2 separate regions of the Mus musculus genome follow, and region 2 is linked to region 1. The links are chromatin contacts, called in public Hi-C maps. All regions are on one chromosome and are shown on one strand. Each heading gives the region's core, a stretch centred on a gene start, on an enhancer-like site or on the middle of the called end of the contact. The rest is flanking DNA. Distances are from core to core; before and after follow the strand shown.

Region 1 (5,657 bases), core at 1,579-4,078:
GCTTTCAAAATTGTCATTACTGATAGAACTCAAGATAAATACGTAAAATGGCTTTCGTTCAGTACAACGGAGTTAAAAATCTTGTCTGCCTTCTTTGTGCTTTTTCCCCCCCTAAAAGAACATCATTATAAAAGTATGAGAGTCCTAGCAAGATGTGTCAGGTGCCTTCTTTGTGCTTTTTCCCCCCCTAAAAGAACATCATGATAAAAGTATGAGAGTCCTAGCAAGATGTGTCAGGAACCTGGTGCCCACATGATGGAAGGAAAACCAATCCCCAAACTTCCAAATGTTGCTGTCTGATCCTATGCATGTACTATGTCTGACGCGTGTGCACACACACTGACATATGAATTGATGCCAAAATGAATTTAATGGAATACTGTTGCTAACTCCTTAGCATAACGTTTGTGTCTTGCTAATTCTTTACCATAACAACACCGAGAGAGGCCGTCATCCTTGGCAGATGATGTCTGAAGTTGGGTGCAGTGTGTGTACAGCTCACATGCCAGAGCTACAGAGGGCTAAACTGTGCTGAAGTACGAGGTTGTAATCCATTCGTTCTTTGCTCGTGAGGTTTAGGATTGTGTCTTGGCTTTTATAGGGACGCATTTAAGAAAAAAATAATAATCTTAAAAAAAATGAGAAGAAAAAACTCAAACAGGGACGCCTAACTGATTCGGATTACTGTGGAGTCCGTCGTCCCAAAGCCTTCTACTGTAACAGTTTGGAGTGGAAGCTGTAAATGTCAGCATAGGACGGACAATGGGACTTAGTGTTTTCTCCTAGTCAAAAAAAAAAAAAAAAAAAAGGAGAGTGCACCATTGTACTGAGAAGTTCAGCTGAGATGGGCCTATAACAAAAAGATAGGATGAGAGATCTTCCTTTATGTCCGTCAGCACAGTGGGTTTTAGCCGGCAGCTCAGCCAGAAGGTTGGCTGGTGCCTGTGTGTCAAGTGAAGCTTCTCTTCCCCGTTGCAGATGATGCAGTGTCTGAAGCTGGGCGCTCTCTCGCGCACCACGGCCAGCACCCAGATGAACGTACAGAGCTCTCGTTCACACGCCATCTTTACCATTCACGTGTGTCAAACCAGAGTGTGTCCCCAAACAGATGCTGTGAGTTCATTTTTCTTGTTTCTTAAACATTTTGCCTTTAGATCAGTACATCCTATGCACCTCTGGAGAGGCGTTTGATCCAGTTTTATTTGATTTTATTTGATTTTTTTTCTTCCTCTTAGTTTCCTTTTGTTGTTGTTGTTGTTATTTATTTAAAGGAAGCTGACCAATTGTGTAAGACTTTGGAAAACAAACAAAAATACTGAATATCTGTTTGTTATGACCAAGTGGAGGGGTCATCCTCTAGGCTCTTTGTGGTTAGGGCTGTTTTGTCTATTTTCCTTCATCAGCAGAGCCTTAGTTCAGTACAGCTGGAGATTGCTGTCCAAACTTTTTCTCTGATGTTTTCATTTATGCTTGCATGGCTATGCCACTGTTTCTCCAGCTGTGCAAGGGGGCAGATGTGGACAAGGTTACAGGGTGTTTGATGTCACATTAATGAGGAATCTTCGATTATCTTCCGCCATCCCAGGAGAACGCAACTGATAATAAGCTGATCTCCGAATCGTCGCCAATGAATGAGTTTGAGACGCTGACGGCGAAGTTTCACTTTGTTGATCTGGCGGGATCGGAAAGACTGAAGAGAACCGGAGCTACAGGCGAGAGAGCAAAAGAGGGCATTTCCATCAACTGCGGGCTTGTAAGACCACAAGAGACACGTGCCCTCTCTGCTGTCCCTCTCTGTTTAGCTTGGTTGGTTTGGTGATCATTAAGTAGTGCAGGCTCGCCTCACAATGATTCTCCTGCCTCAGACTTTGCCATCCTGGAGTTATAGACATACATTATCAGGGCCAGCTTCCTTTTCTCTACTGTATTCACAATATATCTCATGGAAATCCTCACTGTCTTGAAGGCTAAAGCAACAGTAATACATTGACCTTCTGACCACACTGTCTGTTATCCCACCCCCACGTCGCGGGCTTTCTTATGTCTTAGTTTGGCTCGCTCAACCTTTCTAGTATGTGCAAAAGCTGACAGATGGGAACAATGTTTTTAAACTTCTTTCCACACTTGAAAACATACATTCAAAGCAAGCCCTTAAAGTTAAGTATTTCCTTGGACAAGACACAAAGGTCACCTTGGTTGACATTTTGTGACACTGGTTTTATTGACTGTGTGGATCATTGGAAAGCTTTTTAACAGTTTATTTTTATTATGTCTTTGTATCTCAGAGTCTGATCTATTTTGTTGGAATTTTGTCCAGAGTCCAGAGATTTATCCATTTTTTTTTTTTTTTTACAAAATAGTTTGTATTAGGAATTAACTTTAATGCTCTGCCACCTAGTGGTATTTTGATAGGCAAACGCCTTGTGGTTGAGTTAGCAGAAGGTTTCATTATGTGCAAGAAAATATTTTAGAACACTCTTTTGCATGCCTTTCCTTCTTGCTCTCCTCATTATAGTATTAGACATCTGTTCCCGTGTAAGGAACAGCACTGCTAAATTCCTGTAATGGTGACACCTGGTCATATGCTTCTACTTGGACCCTTCTTGTCCTGCAGTGGGACCTCCAAACTTTAGGGGTTTTGTTTGTTTGTTTTTAACCAGTGCCCATTGATCCCAGTATGATTACATTTCTGTTAGGAACTGTCCAGTGAAGCTTATTAGAGAGACCCTAATCTCCCAATATCAAGGCCCTCATGGACAGGCTCCCTCGTAGTCAGGCCTGAGCCCTACACTTTGAATGTTGTCTCGGATGGATTAGGACACGTGTCCCGAAAGGGACAAAATCCATTGCTCAATTTCCCGTCGAGGCTGTTGAACTTTGGTGTGGCCAGTACTGAATTCCGTAGATTCTGGAAAAAGAGGCCGAGATACAGTATGACTCATGCCACTTGCTGGATGGTGACTTGGCCCTGACAGTCCGTGTTTCTGGTTGTCTCGTGACTGAAAGCTGATATGATTAGTGTGGGGAATGCGTTCCTCGTGGAGTCCAGCCCGTTCACGGCAGGAAAGTATAGCTATAGAGATATTAATGATTTACCTTTTATAACGTTGGATATTGAACACATATCATGTCATATATATATATATATATATATATATATATATATATATATATATATTTCTAAAGTATTACTTGTGTAGTGAATCCTTGCTCAGGGAAATGACACTAATATTTTCCTTGTGGCTATGAGAAGTATTAGCCACATAGACCATTTGTATTATAGCAGGAAACTTTCAAGGAGCTGGGGACTTGCTAAACGTTTGATTTAAATTGAGAAAAACTCATAATACGAATGAGTAGTTCCCTGAAGATGTAACCTGAGCTCCAGGCATGGTCAGACTTAGTCAGTCTTTAAACATTTCTGTTTTAAGGGAAAATCTCTGGACTCTAAGGGCTATGAGTAACACATGTGTTACTGAGCTTACTTGTATTTGGAAATACAAATGTGAATTAAATCCAAACACGGGGTTCTTAATTTTTATCTTGTTTCCTACAGGCTGTCCTTATTAGTTAAAAGCGCTCTAGTTAATAAGCATATGATTTTCCCCTCTCTCCTTTTCTCTGTCAGTTGGCTCTTGGGAATGTAATCAGCGCCTTGGGGGACAAGAGCAAGAGAGCCACCCATGTCCCTTACAGAGACTCTAAGCTGACAAGACTCTTGCAGGATTCCCTTGGGGGTAACAGGTATGTGTTCATCCGTGTTCTAGGTTTAGATTGCATACAATTTTTAAGGTGTTATCTGTAAGATGATTTATAAGAACTGCTTTTATTTTAAAGCAAATGAATAGGGCAAAAAAGTGACAGATACCTAAAATGTGTAAATCATTTTATACATAATAATTCTGGTAGTACTTATAATATTCTTTGGGTAGTGCTGATATTACTATTTTATTGACGAGTTAAAGTTGGGAAAGTTTGGTGATTTATTGAACACCGTATAAGTTTTAAAGGAAATCAGCAATACATGCTTGTTCTACAGTAGTGTAGCTTCTCATTTGCATACAGGAGAGGCCACAAGAATTTTGTTGGTAATAAATGAAACCTTCTAAATTACCACAAAGTCGTTTAAATATTATTGACAGTTTCTCACAAAGTCTAAGGTCGGAACTTGTTTTGTTATGCTGGAAAAGTTGTCAGAAAATGTCAGTTGGATAAAATGCAGGGCGTTTGCTGACGAGCTGTTGGATTCTGTGCTCTCTTACCCTCTAACCCTTTGCACTGGAGGACTTCATGGCTAAACATTTCCTTCTGCTACACAGTCCCTTCTTTCTCCTCCATTGACTGTGTAAATGGAAACTTTTGGGTTTTTGGCATTTGAATTCATTCATAGCCTATTTCAACAAGTTAAACACGCTCCGCACATTTCCTTGATTATGCTTTTAGTGGTCTAAAAGTCATGTTTATTGAGTAGAGGCCACACAATGAACAATCTGGGAATTACGTCTCTTTTTGGACTGCAATTTTTTAAAAAAGACTTTTGAATAATTTTGAATTTAGGTTTAAAATCAGTTTGCCTTAGAAAAAGATCTGTGTAATCCAGCAGCGTTTTAAAATATCTCTTCCTTTTATGTAATCTTGGCATGGTCTTCTTTCTCTTTAGATGTATTGCATGTTTGAATGCAATATGGCTTCCTTTGTTGCATATTTTAAAACCTGTTTTTAGTATTTTCCGTATGTTTTTCAGGATCAATCTAGTTTCATAACAAAGTAAAAATTGTTTTTGAGCCCAATGAACATTTTCTAATTTCCTTCCTTCCCTTCCCTTCCCTTCCCTTCCCTTCCCTTCCCTTCCCTTCCCTTCCCTCCCCCTCCCCCTCCCCCTCCCCCTCCCCCTCCCCCTCCCCCTTCCTTCCTTCCTTCCTTCCTTCCTTCCTTCCTTCCTTCCTTCCTTCCCTCCCTCCCTCCCTCCCTCCCTCCCTCCCTCCCTCCCTCTCTCTCTTTCTTTCTTTCTTTCTTTCTTTCTTTTGTTTTCCTTTTTTGCTTTTGAGACAGGGTCTTTCTGTATAGCCCTGGCTGCCCTGAGACTTCCTATGTTAGACCAAGGCTGACCTTGAGCTCACAGAGATCTACTTGCCCCCGCCTCCCAAGGGCTGGGGTTAAAGGTGTGCCCCACCACACTCAGCCCTCAGCCCTGTGTTCCTTTAAAGGTACAATTCTATAACTTGAACTGTGAAACGAGGCAGATCAGATGCATGTCTGCCCCTTACACATTTATATAGTTTGAATATTTTACCCCCTTGAGAGGTTGTTTGTTCTGCAAGCGTGCTGGGCTGTTCTCACTGTGGCTGGTGCTTGCCTGCTTGTTGAGGATCCTCCAGTGGCTCCTTACCTGTTTTCTAATGACGAGTCGCCCTTAGAGGAGACGACCCTTTCTGATTCTAACCTTACCGCACATCGATTTCTGCCTAAGCTTTCAGGATTGAGCACCTAGTTCAAAAACATTGTACTTTATTTAAATTTTGTGACGTAAAAGAGCTCCACGTCTCTTTTTGTAGCGGGTACCAATCACACATAAACAAAAAATAGGCTAAGGTTTAAGTATCACATATTTATATAATTTAGAGTTACAATTTTCAATAAACCAGCTTTTATATATT
Region 2 (5,657 bases), core at 2,286-4,785, 290 kb before region 1:
ACTCAATGATGTCTTTTTCCCAGAAAGTTAAAACCCTCCCAGCTCGCTTGTCCCGCATAGGCGTTTTTGCGTGCACATCGTTTGTTACGCCAGCCTTGAGGAGTGGAGTTTTCAGTCTCTCCCACTGGCTTCTTTTATGGCATGATGTGACATCACTCTGCCTCACTGACTGGGATCAGAATGACTGAGCCAACTATCACTGACTCTTCCTTGGCCTGAGAAACCTTTCCCATTTGTCTGCTTAGATTCTGTGCATTTTTTTTTTCATACTTAGAGTGTATGAATGACTGGTACAAATTCTTGGTGCCGCAATTTATATATAAGTCTAAATTTAAAAATAAAAATAAAAAACTTTTAGCTCTGTCTCTAATGCTTTGAATTTACCCACATCATTGATACAATTGCTTAGGAATTTTAAAGGTCTCTTTTGTGCTAGAAAAAAAACAAAACAAAACAAAACTAAAGAAAGACTGTCATTTTCCCCCAAATTGCTTTTATGTAACAATCCTAGGCAGAAAAAAAAAAGTACAAAACCAAATACAATGTGGGCAGATAAGGCACTAGGGAACTTTTTGTGCTTTCTTTAGCATGGTGTGCCTGTCACAAGTGAGGGGCTCATACTGTGGTCATCTGTAGACCTGTAATTAGAGTTTAAAGGCTGTACAACTGCTGTTAACATAAAGGATTCTATTTTTTAGTTTTAGGTTTTTTGTTTTGTTTTGTTTTTATTAGATGTTTTCTTTATTTGCTTTGCAAATTTTATCCCCCTTCCTTATTTCCCCTCTGAACCTCCTTATTACATCCCCCCTCCATCTGCTCACCAACCCACCCACTCCTGCCTCCCTATCCTGACATTTCCCTACACTGGGGCATGCTTTCTTCATGGTCTACAGTGGTCGGTTACCAGCAGAACAGAGAGGTATCACACAGGCTCTATAGCAAGTCAGAGATGACTAGATTACAGCGGTGAATAACTTGCCTATGACAGCTACATGAAGTCCTATGCACCAGAAATAAAACGAGGAAATCACCTCATTAATGAATACACTCTGTTCCTTTCCCAAAGTCAGATTCAAGAATGTTTCCTCTTTGGAGAAGAGAGAAAAAGCTCTAAGGTTTTCAATATGTAAAAAAAAAAATGTGAGGTTATGCGTTTTAAATATGTGCTGTGTTTCTCTTCTGCCCCCTTCTGTACAATACACCATTAAACCAAGTACATTTGTTGTGAATAGAATGGTCCGGGAGGCTCGTCCTGGGTAGGAGGGCAGGGGTGTGTTCTCAGGGGTAAGGGCAGCCAGAGCCCTGTATTTGCTTAATTCCTCTCCTGGCTTCTTGATTTAAAACTGTCAAATCTGATGGGGGAGACAACTGTCCCATGCTTTCCATGTCTTCAGACAGTGATTAATTTGTTAACGCAGTGTTGAAGGAGTATGGGGCTTTGGCAAGCCAGGAAAGCTCACTGGTTTATCTGGGCTGTGTCAGGCTTCAGTCTGGTCATTCTGCAAGTGGATATTCATCCCCACGCAGCCAGAAAAGTTGTCCCTTTTACTTAGTCTTTATTTTTTTTGTCTCCTACAAAATAGCGGGCATATGACATTTTCCGGTGTGAATATTACGGTACAGGGCTCACCGTCAGCTTTACGTCCTATGCCTGATGGGCCCGTGCTCTATCCTCCACGCGCCCTCCATTCATTGGATCATCTTTTCTGACTTTGCGCCAGGATGATACGGGCTCGAGCCCTGGCACAGCACAGCTTCTACCGTGCTCGTGTGTCTGCCTGCCTGATCTTTTCAGGAGCGCCCAGTGGTACTAGCAGTGGCTAGGACTTTCTTGCAGAGCGGAGGTGACACGCAGCCCCGCGGTGTTCAGAACACACATCTTGGCTCTGCGGTTGAAATGTCTCGTGTCTGGGCTGTGAAGGTCCAGAGTGATATCACAGCCTCAGTCATTAGCTGTCTATGCGCTTCTGAATCTATGTCTCTACCAGATCGGTGCCTCGGCGCGCCTTCCCGACATCCGCTCAGGGATGACAGACAGTGACAGGCTCTCTCTCTGTTCACCCTGGCAGTAAAAGCTGTGCTGACCAACACACCGTTCCCCTTAAAATACACAGACTTTGAGCAAAGCACTGTGGTGAGAAAAATAGCAAATAGAGGTTTTCAGGAAATGTCCGTTGATTGTGAGCATCGCCCACCCCTGCCCCCAGCCCCACCCCCACCCCTCCAGGAGCCTGTCTGCCTGAAGCCTTTATTCCTGTCTTTTCCTTCTCTCTTGGCTTCATTTCCTTCTTCATTACTTCCTTACCGGCAGAATAACTCAAAACGTGTTGTCTCTGGCGAGAAGTTAAGGTGGAGGGTATTGAGTGGAAGATTTTCACCAGGAGATGTCAACTGTTGCTTTCTGCTCATAACCCTGTAAACACACGAGCCTCATTCACTGCTCAGTGACTGCTCAGCTCCACGGAGAGCTGTGCTGCCTAGAGGTTAAGATTTTTTTAAAAAATATACTTCATTCTCTTTATATCCCAGTCTCTGCACCCCAGTACCCCCTCACACAGTCCCTTCCCCATCCCCTATTCCCTTCTCCACTGAGAGGGTAAAGGTGCCCCCTTGGTATCCCCGCTACTCTGTTACATCAAGTCTCTGCAGGTCTAGGCACATTCTCTCCCCACTGAGGCTAGACAAGGCAGCCCACTTATGGGAATGTATTCCACAGACAGGCAACAGCTTTAGGGATAACTCCCACTCCATGTTGGGGGACCCACATGAAGAACAAGCTGCACATCTGCTATATATATATATATATATATCAGGGTGGGGGAGCTAGCTCCAGCTTGTGTATGCTATTTCCTTGGTTCAGTCGCCGAGAACCCCCAAGGGTCAGGGTTAGTTGGCACTGATGGTCTTCCTGTGGAGTTCCCATCCCCCTTTGGGCCCGAAATCCTTCTCTAGCTCTTCTATAAGAGTCCCCAAGCTCCACCCAATGTTTGGCTGTGGGTGTCTACATCCATTTTAGTCAGCTGCTGCTTGAAGCCTCCCAGAGGACAGTTATGCTAGGCTCCTTTCTACAAGCATCACAGATTATTATTAATAGTGTCAGAGATTGGTGCTTGCCCATGGGGTGGGTCTCAAGTTGGGCTGGTTATTGGTTGGCCATTCCCCCAGCCTCTGCTCCATCCCCTGTCTCTTATTTCTTGTAGACAGGATAAACTTGGAGTCAAATGTTTTGTGGGAACATTGGTGCCCTACTTTTAAAAATGGCTCTTAAATGCTATAACTTTTCTTCTAGCCCACCACCCACCAGGGGTAGTGGAAAAGAAAGGTTATTAAGATATGGAGGGTGTAGACCTGTTTAGAAATTGTTCGTTGGAGCAAATCCCATCTATTTTGTTAGGAGAGCAGCAGTTCAGTTCATAGGAGTCAGCAGTGGCAGCTCAAGCCACTCGCAAACACTTCACGGATATCCCAGCAGTCCAGTTCAGTAGTGTCGGGACAGCAAACACACATCAGCAGCGGTTGCACAACTTAGCAGAAACAGCCAGGCCTCAGCCAAGTGGCATGCGTTAGCAGGAGAAGTTATGCCAGGAGAAGTTCTTGGCTGTGCTGCTCTCAATGAAGTGAAGATCAGTGAAGACCCAAGACCAAGAAGTGTCGCAAAGCTAGCTAGGCAAGCAAGCCAAGCCTCTGTCACTGTCAGTTGAGTCCTATTTATACTCCCTCCAAACATTGTGTAACCAACCTCCATGGGTCTTGCCTCACCATGTGTCTAGCCTCAGCACCTAAGTCTGTCTTAGCAAAACTCCACGTGAATCTGTGTCAGCTGACATCACTCTGTGAATCGGCCCCAGTCCACAGAAGCAGCAAAATACTGCAGGAAGCTCACAAGAAGGTTTTTTGTTTGTTTTTGTTGTTGTTTGTTTGTTTTGGTTTGTGTGTGTGTGTGTGTGTGTGTGTGTGTGTGTGTGTGTGTGTGTGTGTTTCTCATTATGGAGTTATGACAAACGGAGCTTAACAACACAATGTAAGGCAAACCAATCATGCATGCCTTTAGTGAGGAATCCTTTATCACCTGTCCTTTCCAGTGCTTGCTTTAGCAAAACATACTTTCATCGGTGTCTACTTCAGGAAAACAATCCTTCCTGAGTTTGCCCCAGCAAAACACCATCCAACATAAATGACTCTCCTAAGAAACCAAAATTGTCTGCTTCGGATTCATATTTATCTCCTCACAAAACTCAAATCTAAATGGATCAAGAACCACAATGTAAGACACGAATCTGACAGGAGACAAAGCAATGGATAGGCTTGAAACAAACCACTGGCAGAGATTAGGTAGGTAGGTAGGTAGGTAGGTAGGTAGGTAGGTAGGTAGGTAGATAGATAGATAGATAGATAGATAGATAGATAGATAGACAGACAGACAGACAGACAGACAGGCAGGCAGGCAGACAGACAGACAGACAGACTGACCTTTCTAAACAGGACACCTAAAGCACAGACACTAAGAAAAACAATAAATAAGGTGTCATAAAACTAAAAAGGCAAAGTGACAGCCTACAGAATGGGAAAAGACCTTTATTAATTACACATCCGATAGATGGTTAGTGTATAAAATATATGAAGAACTAAAAACACCGAACATCGAGGAAACAAATGATTTAGTTACAAATAGGGCACAAATCTCAGCAGAGTATTCTCAAAACATGAAACCGATATGGTTGAGCATTACTTAAAGAAACGCTCAACGTGCTTAGACATAAGGGAAATGCAAAGTCAAACTACTTTGAGACTTCACTGTACCCCAGTCAGAATGGCCAAGATCAATAAAACAAAAGACAACTCATGCTGGCTAGGATGCAGTGAGAAGGGAACGTGTACTCCACTTCTGCTGGGAGTGCAAATTTGTACAGCCTCTGTGGAAATCAGTGAGGCGGTGCCTAGGGAAGCTGGGAATTGGATTCACCCCAAGATCCAGCTACATCACTGCTTGGCATGTACCAAACAGACTCTGCATCTTACTCCAGAGACGCTTGCTCTTCTGTGGTTATTGCTGCTCTATCCAGAATAGCCAGAAATTCAAAACTGCCTACATATCTATTAACTAATGCAAAAATAATGAAAACATGGTATGTATATGTCTTAGTTAGGGTTTTACTGCTGTGAACAGACACCATGACCAAGGCAAGTCTTATAAAAAACAACATTTAATTGGGGCTGGCTTACAGGTTCAGAGGTTCAGTCCATTATCATCAAGGTGGGAGCATGGCAGTATCCAGGCAGGCATGGCGCAGGCAGAGCTGAGAGTTCTACGTCTTCATCAAAAGGCAGCTAGTGGAAGACTGACTTCCAGGCTAGGGTGAGTATCTTATGACCACAGCTACAATGAAACACCTACTCCAACCAGGTCACACCTATTCCAACAAGGCCACACTTCCAGATGGTGCCACTCCCTAGTCCAAGGATATACAAACCATCACTGTATATTTACACAAATAGAATGTTATATAATATCCTCCTGTTAAAAAATGAAATTATGAAATTCACAGGTAAGCAATTGGAGCTAAAAAAGAAAAATCAATCTGAGTGAGGTGAGCCAGACATTAAATGGCAAATACTGTATGTTTTCTGTGATGTATAGATATTAGCTTTAAGCCTTT

The links. A called contact is a pair of places that touch in the nucleus more often than the background predicts.
Region 2: a contact with region 1 is called in a Hi-C map of liver, with 3 times the contacts expected there. The contact joins two enhancer-like sites. A contact is called at or near these places in 38 of 484 Hi-C or Micro-C datasets (3T3-L1-derived adipocytes, the AML12 cell line, the C2C12 cell line and 23 more) and 4 of 115 datasets of contacts at active chromatin or transcription factors (the NIH/3T3 cell line, embryonic basal ganglia, fibro-adipogenic progenitors and 1 more).

The regions. Positions count from the first base shown.
Region 1 is chr15:90,989,797-90,995,453 of GRCm38.p6, reverse strand. It overlaps Kif21a (kinesin family member 21A), which reads left to right. Exons shown (of 37, transcript NM_001109040.2): 5 at 979-1,113; 6 at 1,586-1,753; 7 at 3,629-3,744. Among named protein-coding and RNA genes, the nearest start is that of Gm52216, 36 kb to the left of the region's middle. Within about 2 kb of position 2,828, at least 60 of the 459 cell types and tissues checked have an H3K27ac peak or open chromatin away from gene starts, as enhancers often do. A contact at or near this core is called in beige adipocytes and liver, where this site is marked.
Region 2 is chr15:91,280,994-91,286,650 of GRCm38.p6, reverse strand. All of the region lies in intron 7 of Slc2a13 (solute carrier family 2 (facilitated glucose transporter), member 13), which reads left to right. Among named protein-coding and RNA genes, the nearest start is that of CN725425, 84 kb to the right of the region's middle. Within about 2 kb of position 3,535, at least 22 of the 459 cell types and tissues checked have an H3K27ac peak or open chromatin away from gene starts, as enhancers often do. A contact at or near this core is called in beige adipocytes and liver, where this site is marked.